Regions from separate parts of the Mus musculus genome. Here region 1 is linked to region 2. Evidence: chromatin contacts called from public HiChIP or PLAC-seq data. All regions are on one chromosome and are shown on one strand. Each heading gives the region's core, a stretch centred on a gene start, on an enhancer-like site or on the middle of the called end of the contact. The rest is flanking DNA. Distances are from core to core; before and after follow the strand shown.

Region 1 (2,774 bases), core at 84-2,583, 260 kb before region 2:
TGGCCATCAATGGTAGAGGCAACCATTAGCTCCTGCTGCCAGCACTGGGAAGGAGATGAGGAGTGGAAACTTTAAAACCTTGTGTGTTGTTTTCAAGTAGGCTGTCCAAAAGCTGAGTTGGGCTTTCGTAGTTACAGTTTGTCCCTCCTTCCTGAGGCTGTAGTGCCTGCCCAGTCAAGGGTGAGAATTCTTACAGGGCGGCCTCTGTAGGGTGGACATGGTTGGGGGCCTGGCAGAGAAGTGTGGGTGGGTGGGTGATAAGGGGTTGGTTGTATGTCTGTCGGGGCTTTCCTTTGAGTGTTCACTTGTCAGACATTTCTGAGCACATTTGTACTGTTAACAGTTTCAAGTGAGCAGCAAATGGCAGTGGTGCCAGGGGAGTAGCTGTGTGGCACGGGGGTGATGGTGCCGTGTGGCACAGGGTGAGAACTCTCCCAGGGATGTTCACAGCCTGGGGAGAATCGCCCCTTGAGCTGTGGGGAAGATGTGCACTGGTTTCCCTTTATTCATTTGTTAGTTTTACTTGTTTTACCACAAGTGAAATGCTGTCTTTGCTACGTTGCTATTAATGCCTTGATGTGTATAAAAAGCTCACATTTACCAAGGCGTGGGACATTTTGTTACTTTCTTGCTACTTCCATAAGAGAATTTGATATGGCAGAAGCGATCAGAACATCTGCACAAAGCTATCGATGAGTGGCAGTCTCAAGTGGTCTGGGCTGGTCTTGGAAATGTCCAAGATGACCCTGCCCTCCTGTCCTCACGCTGAGTACTGAGACTGCAGGCGTGCTCCACCATGCTGAGCTCAGCAGCAGTGTCCTAACGGAGGAACTGGACAGAGTACAGAACTGATTCACATTTGAGTGGAGTTTGGTTGGATTTTGTTTGGTTGTTGGTTGTTTTGTTCTTGTTTTATGGCATTGGAGGTGTGGGGATGCAACTGTGAGTCCATTGTCTGTAAGATGGGAGATACACACACACACACACACACACACCACACACACACACACACACACACACACACACACACACACTATCCCTTTAGAATGTTCCTAAAGTAAGAGAATGAATTTGCCTATTGTTAACATCCATACAGAAATGTTCTTATCTGAGCTGCAATCATACGGTGTACATTCAGAAGTGAAGCTTTATAGAACCTGGGGCCTGGGACCCACAGAGAGAGTCTAACACTGGGATCTTTAGTCCTTCATCTTACTTCCAACGCTGCTGTCTTCGTATTCTGTTGCTGTGAAGAGACACCACGGCCACCACCACAACTCTTACACAGGAAAGCATGTAATGAGGGCTGGCTCACAGTTTCAGAGAGTTAGCCCACTATCATCATGGGACTGGAGCGGTTGCTCAGAGCTCTACTTCCTGGTTCACAGGCACAGTGAGACTGGGCCTAGCGTGGGCTTTTGAAACCTCAGAGCCTACTCCCAAGTGACACAGTTCCTCCAACATGGACACACCCACTGCAGAAAGGACACAGCCCTAATCAGCTAGGGACTAAGCATGCAAACACATGAGCCTGTGTTGGCCATTCTTACTCAAGCCACCATAGCTGGCAAGGGTCAGCAAAGGCTGGGAGGAAAGGGTCACTTGCTTGGTCAATTGGTCTGTCTGTCTGTCTGTCTGTCAATCAGTCTGTTTTCCCAGTAGAAAAAAAGAACATAACCATGGGCATTAAAGTCACGTTCTTTTTCCTTGTTGAGTGGACGGCTGGAAACCCGAACTGCACACTTGGCTGAGTAATTAACCAAAGTGAGGATGATTTGTGGTACCCTCTCCTCTGTCCTGTGGGATGGCCACAGGGCCTCCAGATGTGGTCAGCATGCACCACAGTTGGCAACACCAGAGAAGATTTTGAAGTGATTCATAGTTGAATGTTATTTTGTTTAGTAATTATACACTAACAAATGTGACGGTGTGTAATTAGCACATTAAATCTCTGATTTCTTGGGTTACTGTTGCTTAGGCTGGGACTTAGTCAAAAGTGTGTCCACTGGAAGGAGAACTCGGGCAAAGGCCTGGCCTTGGTGCTGTGGTGAGAGACTCAGAGGAGGGTTGGCAAGCGGCTGGAGCAGGGCCTTCGGGACCGAGAGGTCGGGTTCAGCCTGCGAATGCTGCTCTGAGGACAGCTCCTCAGCCTCCCTCACACGGGGGGCCTCAACGCAGGGGTGCCTGTCCCAGGAGTCACACTGGCCTGCAGGGTCAGACTGCAGAGCCAACTGGTCCTGCCTCCAGCCTTTGTCTGCTGGTGCAGCTTTTGCTCATGAACCCTTAACTAGTGTGGCCCCGAGCAGGTTACCGAGTATGTTGGTGCTCCACAAAATGACCACGGAAGTGGCTCCCTGCAGAAGAGCTATGGGTCTTGAACAAGGTGAGGGGTGTGAATGCTTGGCCTGGGTCTACAACATACTAAAATCACTAGCCCCACTTAACGGAGCCTGACTGCCGGCGCTTCCATTTCTGGATGACTGTCTGGGCCTCAACATTGCCCCCAAGTAGTTGTGTGGCCAGACTGTTGAGGTGTGAAGTCAGATGTTAACAAGCCTAGCTGCCCTCCTGTGCCCTCTCTCACAGCCCTCTGCAGGCTCTGAGTCAGCCCCACCAGCACAAGCGTGTCACTGAGAAGCCCCTGGTGGGCTTCCCAGACTGCCTGGGAGTGAGGAGGCCAGCCTTGAATCAGAGGCTGTAAGAAGGCAGGGCTGAGATTCCTGGCTGTCAGTTTGACAAAAGTGTTAATAGGGTCACTGAGTTACTGAAAATGT
Region 2 (2,746 bases), core at 13-2,512:
GCAGCCCACAAGTGTCTGTAACTCCAGTTCCAGGGGATACAATTCCCTCCTTCTGCCCTCTTAGGGCACCAGGCATGCATATGATGCACATACATATATGCAGGCAAACCTCCTATACATATTTTGTTTGTTTGTTTTGAGACAGGGTCTCACTATGTAGCTCTTGTTATCCTAGAACTATGTAGACCAGGCTGGTCTCAAAAATCACAGAGATCCACCTGCCTCTGCCTCTTCAGTGCTGGGATTAAAGGTGTGCGCCACCATGCCTGGCTATTTGTTTAAAAAACTGCCAGACTATAAAAACTTTGAACCACATTAGTATCTTTGCACCTTGGCACCCAGTTTTTAAATATGTAGCTGTTTTGATAGTGCACACCTGTAACCCCAGCACTTGGGAAGCTGAAGTAGAAGGATCAAGAATTCAAAGTCACCATAGGCTGAATACATTCTAAGATAGCTTGGGCTGCATTGTAAGACACTGCCTCAAAAATCAAAGCAGAGAAACATTAGCTATGATGGGATGTACCTTTATCTCTGTACCTGGGAGGCAAAGGTAGGCAGACCTCTGTGAGTTCAAGGCCAGCCAGGGCTATACAGTAAGGCCTTATCTCAAAGAAAGGAAATGAAAAAGAAATTTTTTTTTTTTAAGATTTATTTATTTGGTATGTATACAGTGTTCTGCCTGAATGTGTGTCTGCAGGCCAGAAGAGGGCAGATCCCATTGTGAGCTACCATGTGGTTGCTGCAAATTGAACTCAGGACCTCTGGAAGAGCAGGTGGTGCTCTTAACCAGCCCCGGGCCTTTTCCTAAAAATCAGGGACATACACTCCTTTTCTTTTTCTTTTTTTTCCCCTGAGACAGGGTTTCTCTGTATAGCCCTGGCTGTCCTGGAACTCACTCTGTAGACCAGGCTGGCCTGGAACTCAGAAATCCGCCTGCCTCTGCCTCCCGAGTGCTGGGATTAAAGGCACCACCGCCCGGCTGACACTCCTTTTCTTTTTTTTTTTTTTTTTTTTTTTTTTTGGTTTTTTGAGACAGGGTTTCTCTGTATAGCCCTAGCTGTCCTGGAACTCACTTTGTAGACCAGGCTGGCCTCGAACTCAGAAATCCACCTGCCTCTGCCTCCCAAGTGCTGGGATTAAAGGCGTGCGCCACCACGCCCGGCGACACTCCTTTTCTTAATAGTCACTCACTTGGACTGTGTCAGAGTTAGGAGATGAGACGGGCCTTTGAAGTCATATTGCCAGCTGCATTTTCACATTTATGATATCACATAATACAGGCTGCTGTATGGGAAAACCAAATCTATTTCCTGTTCTCAAACCACAGTAGTCAACACAGAAGTCTTCTGTAACTGCAAAAAGTGTATTTCTCTATCCACAAACAGTTCTGAGGAGTGGACTCTTAGCTGCTGGGTGCCCTTTAATCTAGTTGGTTTCATACCTCTGAGTGATCTAGCATCAGCGGCTAGGGCTTGAAGACTCAGCCCATCTCAGGCCCAGGTCAAGTCAGCCAGAGCTTCTGATGAGTTGCCTGCACATTGAGATTTCCTTAACACTCTCCCAGGTTGGTTTTTCTTAAGTGGCTCATAGAATTTAGGAAAACACTGTTTTCAATATTTGCCAATCTGTTTTAAAGGATTAAAATTTCTCTACTTACATTTATTTGTTTTGTTGGTGAGTGTCTGCCATTGGCAAGCATGTGGAAGTCAGACAACTTGTGGAGTCCGTGTATGGGGATTGACCTCAGGTTGTCAGGCTTGGCAGCAGGTGCCCTTACCTGCCGAGCCACCTCACTGGCTCTGTAAACAATACTTTAAGGGATACAGGTAAGCAGATAGATGAGGTCTGGAAGGGGGCTAAGCCCAGGCAGGGCCTTTTGTGTCAGTGTTCTTGTTTGCCTGTAAGCCTCCAGATGCCCTCTGAACCCTGGCCTTGGGTTTTGTTTTGTTTTGTCTTCAGTACTTGTTATTGTTACTGCTTACTGATTTTGTTGCTGTTGCTGCTCCTGCTGCTGTTTTTGAGCTAGTGTCTCACTGGATTGGAAATTTAATATGTACCCCAGGCTAGCCTGCAACCTTCAGTCATCCTTCCATCTTAGCCTCTTGAAGGCAGGGATTACAGGTCTGCACCACTATGTTAATTGTGGTTTTTTGAGACAGGGTCTTACTGTGTAGCCCAGGTTACCCTGGTTCTGATAGTTCTTCTGTTCCAGTCTCCCTAGTGGTGGGCTTCTGGACATGGCCTGCCATACCTGGATTTTATTTTCACTGTTTTGCAGATTGGCCTTGACCTTATGGACTGACTCAGTGGTCCTGTCATATCGCCCTCCCAAGCAGCTGGGCATATAAATGTACACCTCTACATCTGGCTCCTTTGGGGGCTCTATGAAGATCATATATTGTGTTAGGCATGGTGGCTTTTAGTAAACCAGGCAAGGAAAGCCACCGAGGCCTGTCTGATGCTATTCTTCACCAGCCTCTCCTCCAGAATGTGGCTGACACATCATCATCCCAGGGCTCGGGGGACAGAGGCAGGAAGGTCAGAGGTTCAGGGTCACCCTCGGCCTGTCTCAAACAAAACAGAAATAGGGGTTTTATCATCTGCTGTCAGGCAAGGTGGGTCATGGATTAAGGTTATGACCTCCCTGCAGGGTGGGGGTTGGGTGGACAGAAACACATATGGTAATAGAGGTACTCAGTGTTTTCATTTTATAAATTAACTTGTACTTTTACTGATGGATAAG

The links. HiChIP or PLAC-seq counts read pairs in DNA pulled down with a chosen protein or histone mark.
Region 1: a contact with region 2 is called in an H3K27ac HiChIP or PLAC-seq map of regulatory T cell precursor, with 2.5 times the contacts expected there. The contact joins two enhancer-like sites. A contact is called at or near these places in 4 of 115 datasets of contacts at active chromatin or transcription factors (bone marrow-derived macrophages, embryonic stem cells, regulatory T cell precursor and 1 more) and 1 of 9 other capture datasets (liver).

What each region holds. Positions count from the first base shown.
Region 1 is chr12:110,502,183-110,504,956 of GRCm38.p6, forward strand. All of the region lies in intron 3 of Ppp2r5c (protein phosphatase 2, regulatory subunit B', gamma), which reads left to right. Among named protein-coding and RNA genes, the nearest start is that of Gm19605, 18 kb to the left of the region's middle. Within about 2 kb of position 1,334, at least 182 of the 459 cell types and tissues checked have an H3K27ac peak or open chromatin away from gene starts, as enhancers often do. A contact at or near this core is called in regulatory T cell precursor and thymic regulatory T cells, where this site is marked.
Region 2 is chr12:110,757,844-110,760,589 of GRCm38.p6, forward strand. The region is part of intron 1 of Wdr20 (WD repeat domain 20); the gene reads left to right. Among named protein-coding and RNA genes, the nearest start is that of Wdr20, 21 kb to the left of the region's middle. Within about 2 kb of position 1,263, at least 45 of the 459 cell types and tissues checked have an H3K27ac peak or open chromatin away from gene starts, as enhancers often do. A contact at or near this core is called in regulatory T cell precursor and thymic regulatory T cells, where this site is marked.